2 separate regions of the Ovis aries genome follow, and region 2 is linked to region 1. The links are chromatin contacts, called in public Hi-C maps. All regions are on one chromosome and are shown on one strand. Each heading gives the region's core, a stretch centred on a gene start, on an enhancer-like site or on the middle of the called end of the contact. The rest is flanking DNA. Distances are from core to core; before and after follow the strand shown. Region 1 holds the start of RPP21 (ribonuclease P/MRP subunit p21). Region 2 holds the start of LOC114109595 (tripartite motif-containing protein 26-like).

What was found. Hi-C and Micro-C count contacts between places; a contact is called where the count stands out from the background.
Region 2: a contact with region 1 is called in a Hi-C map of hypothalamus, with 6 times the contacts expected there. The contact joins the promoter of LOC114109595 here to the promoter of RPP21 in region 1. A contact is called at or near these places in 10 of 16 Hi-C or Micro-C datasets (blood, hypothalamus, liver and 4 more).

The regions. Positions count from the first base shown.
Region 1 is chr20:27,569,172-27,574,323 of ARS-UI_Ramb_v3.0, forward strand. It overlaps RPP21 (ribonuclease P/MRP subunit p21), which reads right to left and starts at 1,710. Exons shown (of 5, transcript XM_060403357.1): 1 at 1,601-1,710; 2 at 1,430-1,506; 3 at 1,252-1,334; 4 at 330-455. The coding sequence starts at 1,657. TRIM39 (tripartite motif containing 39) reads right to left here. Exons shown (of 8, transcript XM_060403341.1): 8 at 2,904-4,871. The coding sequence ends at 4,324.
Region 2 is chr20:27,797,025-27,801,647 of ARS-UI_Ramb_v3.0, forward strand. It overlaps LOC114109595 (tripartite motif-containing protein 26-like), which reads right to left and starts at 1,739. Exons shown (of 6, transcript XR_009597615.1): 1 at 1,514-1,739; 2 at 593-816. All of the region lies in intron 1 of TRIM26 (tripartite motif containing 26), which reads left to right.

The DNA.
Region 1 (5,152 bases), core at 460-2,959:
AAACAGAGGAAAGAGCTGAAACATTCACAGAACGGAATTACACAAAGTTAAGCAGAATTAAAATTTATTTGGAAGACAGAGTGAGTCCATCACTGGTGACTGGAGCTCTGAGGCTGCACTTTCTCCTCAGGAAGCTGGGCTGGAATGGGGTGGGCTGTGTTTGGCAAGGGCTGTGGTGGTTTGGAATCTAAGTAGATGAGCAGAATTAGTTTTTGAAGACTGGCACTTTCCACACCAACCCAAAACTCACCCATTTGTCTTCTGCAGCTCTCCGTTACCCACTGTCTCTACTCCCTGGGTTAACCCCCATTTTCTCAACCATCTCTCACCTGCCTGGTTCCCCAGCTGGGCCTCGGGCCGGTCTCCCCAGAGCACATGCCTCGGGTCGTTGAGGAACCGCTGGCTGCGCTGGCATGTCAGGCAGGTCTGTACAGTCCAGCGCTGACCCTTGCAGCCTGGAATGCATGTGGGAGAAAGAGAGTGCCCAGGTTTAGGAGAAGAAAAGGTCTCCTGAACCCAGTGTTGCCTCCACTGTTTTCTAGTAGGGATTCTCCTCCCTCCCCACCTTGAACGCAAATTTGATGGTGTCAGGTCCCTGAACAAAGTCTATCATTTTCTTGGCACCCTTTAAGACAAAGTCCAAACTCCTTAACAAGACTCAAGATCTGCCCTGCTTCCCTCTCCCACCTCAGGTCTTGCCCTTGCCCACCTCAAAGCCTGCCTCCTGAACTCTCAGTTCCTTGACAGCACCACAGGCTTTCTTTCCTGAGGCCTCACAAATGGCAAGGATTTCCATCTCCTACTCCCCTGCCCTTATAAAGAACCTCACCACCACTGGTTTAAGTAACTTCGTATTCTACTCCCCTAACTGAAGCATTTTTCTAGGCTATTCTAATCGTTCCTCTTAGTCCATCCCATGAAACCATATTTCAATGAGAATGTTGATTCTAGAGCAATCCTTGACACATCTCAGAAAAATAATTCTTGAGTGAACGAATGAAGATGCGAATCATCCTCTATGATGTCAAATAACATCTATTATCATGGCCGGGCGAGGCTGCCTCTCAGGGCAACATCATTTTTCTACTGCCCAGATCTGTCTGTCCAAGTAGAGTTAACAACTCAGAGAAAGCCACCGACTCCAAATCCCACACCTGGCACGCGTCTGCCTCGAGAAAGGGATCACTGCCCGTCCCCTCCCCAGCCCACAGGTGTTCCTCATACATCCCACCTCAGCAAGAGGGTACTTACGTCTCTGCCGCTGGGTGCAGGTCAGACCCGGGATGAGGAGGGAAGAGCAGCCACGGCAGAGAGTTCGCTTCACCGAGGGGTCCCTGGGGGCGGAGGCAGGTGGTAGTCCAGACGCCCGCTCTCCCTCTCCAGTCCTTCCCCCGTCCCGCCCGCTGCCAGGCTCCATAACCTCTCTTACCGCCGTAATACGAGCCGCTTCGCTATGGTCCTCTCCGTGTGGCAGTAAAACCTCGCTAGCGCCTGGTTCTCTGGGTCCTGTGCGAGGACGCAGTGGGCGGCCTGGGGAAGTGAGCCGTCACTGGGGGCCCTCCACATTGGGTTCCCCGCCGTGCGTGCGCCGCGGACTCACCTGGTACAAGAAGCTGAGCCTCTGGAGGGCCTCGCGGTCTTTCACCGGCCCCGCCATCCGCGCCGCGCGAGCTCTCCACACGCGACCGTCCACAGGCCCCGCCCCAGGATAGCCACGCCCCCGGCGTCCGCGCGAGACCTCCTGGGAATTGTAGTTCCGGGAGCGATGCACACTCCTTTCTTTCTGGTCTTCCTTTCTCTGGCGCCACCCTATGGCCTCACAGACCCAACTGTTCGAAAATCCACCCCGCCCCTGCAATGAGAGTCCAGGGGCCTCCTCCTAGTCTTTCTCAAGCCGATAATTACATTAGGCGGAGACTGGAGAAGTTAGTTGAGCAGAAGAGTCTTAAACCCCTAAACATCGTCAGGACAGAAGACTCTTCTTTTTAGGCAGATAGGTTGGGAGATGGTTAGGTGCAGTTTATACCCAGCTAGACTTTCTGCCCTATGCTCCTGAAGACAAAGGCAGATGCCTTGAAAACCTACAGACAGAAGCAGCAGGTCTTCCTTTTTTTAGAAAAGGCACTGGTGCCAGTGGGAGTGACGCTGGAAAGGATCATGAGGGTAGTGGAGGGAGGGAAGAGGGCTCCTGGCCCTTAGAAAGCACAGCTTCCTCCCAATCTTTTCCACTTAGCAGATGCAGTGCTGGCCACAGTAGGGGATCCTCATTAACCCCTAGTCTCAGGAACTGAGCACAGAAACCTTTCAACAGCATCCCCCTGAAGAAATATCCCCTGTAGTACTCCACGTCCCTCCCTTCAATCTCTGCCTCTCCTTTCCTGCTTGACCTGCTGCTGCTGCTTCTGCTTCATAATACCACTCCTTCCTGAGGTTAGAAGTAGAGGGACAGAATATGCATAAACCCTGAGACAGGGAGAGGGTAGTCATGTCAGGAGAGCATGAGAATTCTCTCCTCTCTCAACCACCCCCCCCCCCCACCCACACCTTGCCCCAATCAGGACTCCAGTTTGAAAGAAATGGCTGAAATTTCCTCTCAGATTACTTTCACAAAGGCCTCCAAACTCAAATGAGGCGTATGATTAAAAGGCAGATATGCCCAGGCCCACTCCAGACCTCAGTCAATTACTGAGGGCAGGCACCAGGAATATGCTTTTTTTTTTTTTGAGGCCAAACTACAAGGCTTGCGGGATCTAAAGTTCTCCCACCACGGATCAAACCCAGGCCCCCAACAGTGAAAGTGTGGAGTCCTGACACTGGACTGCCAGAGATTCCAAGGAACATGCATTTTTAAGTTTCTAACACATCAACAGAGGCTACTGTCAAATTACCACAGGACACAAGGATTACTTCAGTGGATCCTTTGTTCCATATTATGTTTTACCAACCAAAGCATCTTGCCACAAAGAACCACAGTCAAGGCACAAAGGTAAGAGGAGAGTCTGGACGAAGTCCTGTTGAGGTGGTAGGAGGAGCTGAAATGCCCTCAATAAACTGCAGTTTCTTGTCCCAGTCTTCTGTGAACCCGATTAGCCAGTAGCAGATAATCCAGTCATTTTAGTTTGGTTTGGCATGCATTGCGTTACCTTTTCTGTAACATATGTACCATATAGGTTGTTTATTTTGGCCTAACATTAAAATGATTTACATTCTCTGATAGGAGAAATGGCAAAACGTGAACGATGGCAACAAACAAACAAAAAACCGGCTCTTATGAACACTAGTTTCAGGCTAGATACACACAGGCCAAAGGAAGTTGCCTGTATGGCTTCTCCCTAAACATACTACCCTCTTCTACCCTGTCCCCAGGGTAAGGAAGACACCAGTTTCTTTCTCCCTGTCTGGCTTGGATACCTTAGCCAGGTAACAAGGCTGACAACTTGGGAGCAGCTACTTGGAGGCATTCTTTAAGGCCCAGGCTTTGGATAGGAATGCTTTTCTCTTTCCTCTAATACCTGACTCTCTCCTTTCCAAGTTCCCTTGGGGAAGCAGTGAGAGGGTAGACATGTCTTGCATGATCTCTTGCATCTTGCCCCTCCAGATGAGCAAGGTAACAGCTCTTGGAGACAAACAACTACAAGAAGGGAGACGATAAGCCAGGCCTGCTGAAGATGGAGGCAGGGACCTGGGTTCTTTCTTCCTACTCCCTCCTCCTCACATTCCTACCTCTGGCCAATCCTACTCATAATGGAACCAAAGAAACCCTTCTCTTTTCCTGACCTTCGTTCTAAACTTCTTGATGCGCAATCTCTGCCCTGAAAATAACTCCTCAACTTCTAGACCCGTGAGAACAACTGTCATTCACCTTTATTTCAATTAGAGGTACAAAGACCCCTGTGATCTTCCTAAAAAAGAAAAAAAAAAAAAGTCTATTCTGGGTCAAAGAACCCCCTGAAAGGCTGTACAGGGATTTCTGTTTCCTCCTCTGGTTTGAGTGAGTCAGACCCTTCCACAGACTTTCTTCTGAAAAAGTCTCTCCTTCCTTCCCAACCGGTCCTTGTGCAATAGCAAACCCAATGGACTTCAGGGGAGACCACCCCCTGAGAACCAGCTCTCCACCCTGTCAGGAGGGAGACACTGCAGTGCTCTCGACCTAGTCCAGTCCTACCTACTCCTCCATATAAACCATTCGGGAAACCACATGGTTCTCCCACATGGTTCAGAACCAGAACCAGGCAGACACGAAGACATTCCAGCAGGTCACAGGAAGGAAGGCCCGTAGCTCTTGACCCTGCCTCACCCTGATGATTCCCATGCCCCGACCTGTCACTCCCAGTCTGTCGGGGGCCTGATGGTGAGTGGTGCAGCATTCTTCCGACCAGCCCGGATGCCTGGATAGAAGAGGGGCCAAAGTTTCTCAGTAAAAGTATCAGTGAAGGTGTAGATATGAGAGCGGTCTGTGACGTTGTAAAAAGACAGTGTGCCAGCCTCATAGTCTAGGAATATGCCCACCCGCTTAGGTTTCACCTTGATGTGCAAAGGGGTAAAAGGCGTGGTGGTGGCTGCATACTTGTCCCCGTTCCATAGCCGCACCCGCCAGTAGCCAGTCTCAGGAAGCGGGGTCAGTTCACCCTTTCGGCTCACGGAGTCCCGGCACACACCCACTGCCCAGTGGGTCTTGTCGCCCACCTCCACCTCCCAGTAGTGTCGACCTGAGGTGAAACCCTCAGTAGCCAGGACGCAAGGGTAGAAGGTGAAACGCCGTGGTGTATCAGGGAGATCCCGGAGTCTTGTCTCCACGAACTTGACGCTCTTACGATCTTCAGACAGGACTAGGTTAGGATGAGCAGTTTCAGGGTCCAGGGTCACATCCGCTGGCGGGAGAAGCCACAGTGGGGAGCTAGATGAGGATGGGAATAGCTAAACGCCCCCGCCTCACTCTTCCAGCCTGCCTTTACAGAGCCTGCCCTGTGAAAGCCCCCAGAACCCTGTGGTTTGGTTAACCTTCTCAATCCTCAGGGTCACCTAAGGGAGGGGAGGGGCGGAGGGAAGGGAACAATGGCTTCTGATCCTGGCCCTAAAATAAACAGGTAATGATCTCTTGACTCTGCAGGGGCTGGTGCTTGAGGCTCCTGCCTGGTCATCCCTCTGTTCC
Region 2 (4,623 bases), core at 489-2,988, 230 kb after region 1:
CTTGATCTTGAGTAGCTGCATCAACCAAGGTGTAGTGTGGTGGGAGCAGGGAATGTGTAAGCGACACTGCAGCCAAGCAGAGCCACAGGGCTTTAGAAAGCTTCCAGAAATGCCCAAGCAGAGCCCATTCATTCACCATGTGTAGGGAACACAGATGATGTCTCTACCCTCATGGCTTACATTGGTGGGTTGGGGGTGAGTGATAAAGAAATGAACAAGATGCTTTCCTATGACGACAAATGTACAAAGAAAGTGAAACAGAATGCTGTGTCATGACCTGATTTAGACTGGGTGATGGAGGAAAGCCTTATGGAGATGCCAGCTGAGCAGAGACATGACTGACAGGAAGCTGGCAGCCATGCCAGGGGCTATGGCAGAGAGTTTCAAGACTAGATAGGTTGCAGCACAGGGACTTAGGGAGAAACGGCAAGAGGGAAGTCAGAGAGAGAAGCAGGCCGGTTGTGTCAGCCCCCCAGGCCCTGCAGAGGCCTTCCTGCCTCTCTAGGCTGGGAAGATGCGGAGGATTTTAAGCAGGAGAAAGGACCTCTGTGGCTGGAGGATGCACAGAATGGCCTGTGGGTGGGGCAAGTACCTCCTCGAGGCAGAAAGTGAAAGTGAAGTCGCTCAGTCCTGTCCGACTCTTTGCGACCCCATGGACTGTAGCCTACCAGTTCCTCCGTCCATGGGATTTTCCAGGCAAGAATATTGGGATGGCTTGCCATTTCCTTCTCCAGGGGATCTTCCCAACCCAGGGATTGAACCCAGGTCTCCCGCATTGTAGGCAGACGCTTGACCGTCTGAGCCGCCAGGGAAGTCCTAGAGACAGGGAGAGGACAAATTAGTAGCATGAAATCATTTAAGGAACGTTTTAAACATGTCTTCCAAAACACTAACCAAAAGAGTAGGTAGTTGGAGGGCCTATGTGCTGACCGCGGTGACTGTCCCGCCAGCCCAGGGGAGATTGTGCCTGGGACACAGTAACGGCTGCATAGGGGTCGCTGCACAGCAGTGGAGCGAGCGGCCCGGACCCTGGGGCTGGTCAGCTTCCCTCCCTGGCTGCGGGGTGGACTTGCATGAGCTTCTAGGAAATCTCCCCACCAAGGATCCTGGGACCCTGAATGCCCGTCCGTTTTTCAGGCTCTGTGGTTTCTGAATCCAGCACCAAAGAGGGAAACAGCTCAGGCCCCTAAGCTCTTGGAATTTCAGTTTTCCCTTCTGTCAAATGGGGACAAAAATGCCTGCCTGATTTAAAGATAGTTCATGTAAAAGCGTCTTACTCCTCATAGACACCTGGGACTATCCGTTTGCTAAGATCCTGCCTGGTGCAGGAAGCAAACGTAGGCCAGGTTGGGTCAGGGAAGTGCAGTTGCTCAGTGTACAACTCTTTCTGATTCCATTGATTGTAGTCTACCAGGGGATCGAACCCAGATCTCCCGCATTGCGGGCAGACACTTTACCCTCTGAGCCACCCAGGAAGCTTTAGGGTCAGGAAGTCCTATTTAATGTTGAGCACCTGGCAAACGAAACTTGTATGCCAAACGCCCTCCCGGTGGGGCGGGAATCGGGAGGAGGGGAGGGTTTCATCCATTGCAGAGTCCTACAAAGGGGTCTCATGAGGCCTTAAGTTTCGCTTCCTTCCACCCTGCAGGGCAGGTGCGCGCACCACGAGCCAAACTCAATACAGCAGCCGCTAAACCTAGGCTCCGCACCATTTCAGTTTCGGTTTCTCGGCCCCTGCTGCCCCACCCACCGCGACGGCCCGGGGATTTGCCCAGTGATCAGTGACGTCAGGGAAATAAGGCTCCCATTGGGAGGCGGCGTTCAGCAGCGACCAATCCGGGTGCTGGTCCGGGGGGGAAAATCTCGGTGGAGGGCTCCGGAAAGCCGGGAGATTACCAGGCCGGGACGCGCGGTTGCCCAGGGTGCGGGCGGAGGAGCTCGACCCGGAACTGACCACTGCGAGAAAGATCGACCCCAGCTCGGGATTCGCGGCCCGGAGCTGGGGACCGGTGAGTAGGGGGTGCCCGGTGAGAAATGCTGCAAAGCAGCAGTCACACATAAGCCCCGGGGTCCGAGCGGCCGGATGCAGCCGCGCGGGCAGAATGGGGCCGGGCCGCCTGGCGCGCTCGGGAGAAGGGTGAAGTTCGCGCCGTCCTCCCTGCCGGCCTAATCCTCCTGCTTGCTTGGGCCTCCATTCGCTCTCTCCTCGTGGGTCTTCCTCGCTTTCGCGTGTTCAGCCCGGGCACCCATCCATTCTTGTCTCCAGAGCCGGAAGTAATGGGGGCCAGATGACGGTCTCGTTGCTTGGAGCCGTGTAAACTGCCAGTCTGGCCCCAGGATCAAAGTCGTGGTGTTTTTTGTTTTGTTTTTTTAATTGGTCAGAATAAACCGGTTTAGCCACGTATACCTGGAGCTTTGCATTCACTCCTTCCTCTGGCCCATTAGTAATTGAGCATTTTCCCTGCTGCTTTTCACCCTTAGAAAGTGTAAATTCATCTTTGTGGAGCAAATGAGAAGCAAACACCTCCAAATTCTCAGTACATTCCAGAGTTTGGCACTACGACGGTTTGTGTGCGCTTCCTGAGAATGATATTGGTTCATTCAACAACAAATATCAGTGTCAGGGACCCTGAGCTAAAAATCATGATTCTTAGAGTTACTCCTGCCCCGAGTTTAAAAGCATCAACTTTTTTAAAAATTGACTTTATTTTGTACCTCAAATTGCAATTCCGTTTTTTTTTTTAATAAACTTTATTTTTTAGAACAGTTTTAGATTTACAGAAAAATTGGGAAGCTAATACAGAGTTCCCAGTACCCCCAAACCTTTCCCCCATTCATTTATTAACATCTTACATTAATATGGAACATTTCTTAATGATTAGTGAACCTGTACTGATACATTATTATTGGCCGACATACATACTGAATTCACATTTTTATAGTTTTTACCTAAGTACTTTTTTGTCTCATGATTCTACCCAAGTTACCATATTCCAATTAGTTCTCATTATGCTCCCCTTGGCTGTGGCAGTTTCTCAAAGTTTTTTTATAATCTTGAGAGTTTGGAGGAATACTCCTTATATATATCATATTATGTTACATTATAGGCTGCCCCTGATACTGGCTTACGGGTTGTTGGGAGGAAGACCACAGAGGTGGATTGCCATTTTCATCACTTCACATCAAGGGAACATGCTTTATGACTTGATGCTGGTCTTGATTACTTGGCTGAGGTAGTGCTTGTCAGGCTTCTCCATTGTAAACTTTCTCCTTCCTGCTCCCCCACTCCTCCCTTCCATACTGTACTCTTTGGAAAGTAGTCAGACCCTGTGCAGAGAAGTGGGGAGTGTGTTCCACCCTCCTTACGGGCAACTCTGTACCTGTGTTATTTGCAATTCTTCTGCATGAGAGATTTGTCTCTTTTGCCTGATTTATTAAGCTATTCATTTATTTGTATCAGTGTGGACTCATGGATATTTATTTTATACTCAGGGTTATAATTCAGTACTACTTCGTTTTGTTGCAACTTTAGCCACTGGGAGCTCTTTTTGGTTGGCTTCTCTGCTCCTTTCTAGGATGTATTTTTGTAGCGTATTTTGCTGTTGAGAACACTTTTCACTTGTGTGACCTCGCATGAAGTCAGCTTGGCAAACTTGACATTATTCTTTCTTGTTAAGCGGTAAGGAAACTGAGGAGCATAAAGTGGCTTCTTAGATGTCACTTCCCCCAAAGGGAGGAGGGAGTAACAGGCTGGGCTCAGACTGTTGGAGAAGACCTTATGACTGCTAGTGGAGAGTCCATAGTTGGAATCGAGGCTTCTTGGGGTGACTTCAGACTATGCTCTGAATAGAAAAAGACATGGAGAATGGGAAGAAATTAATTTTGGAAAACAAAGGCTTATTGGCTAGCATCCAGGATGAAGGACTCTGCCTGCAATGCGGGAGACCCAATTCGATCCCTGGGTTAGGAAGATCCCTTGGAAAAGGAAATGGCAACCATGGCAACCCACTCCAGTATTCTTGCCTAGATAATTCCATGGACAGAGGAACCTGATGGGCTACAGTCCAGGGGGTAGCAAAGAATTGGACACTACTGAGCAACTAACACTCACTCACTCACTCAGAGTGAGTTCAGATTTGCCAGGTTGGTAGAAGTGACCCTCTTCACCCCCCCACTCCCAAACTATATGCGTGAAGAGAGGAAGTCTGGGCAGTGTTTGTGGCCAGGAGTGTCTAATTGGAGGGGAGCCCTTGGAGCCTCCTGCTGAAATGAGATTGCAAAGTGGGAAGAGGAGTGTGTTGATGGGAGAATGAAGAAGATATGGGACTCTGGAATCATAGGATAACATTTAGCTTCACAAACATTTACAGACTTTGTGTTTGATATTGAAGATATGGAAAGATCAGTGAGATGTGACCCTTGGATTCACATCCTGGTTGGGAGAAAGATGGGTAAAATATCAGTTAGGAAGCAGTGTGACTGTAGCTATAATAACAGCATCTGTAGGAGCTTCCTGAGGGAGGGAATTCATTCAGCTCAGAGGTGGGATGGTCACCAGAAGGACCACAGATACTGGGGCATATCTAATTCAGGCTTTCAAGGATGAGCTGGAGCTGACAAACT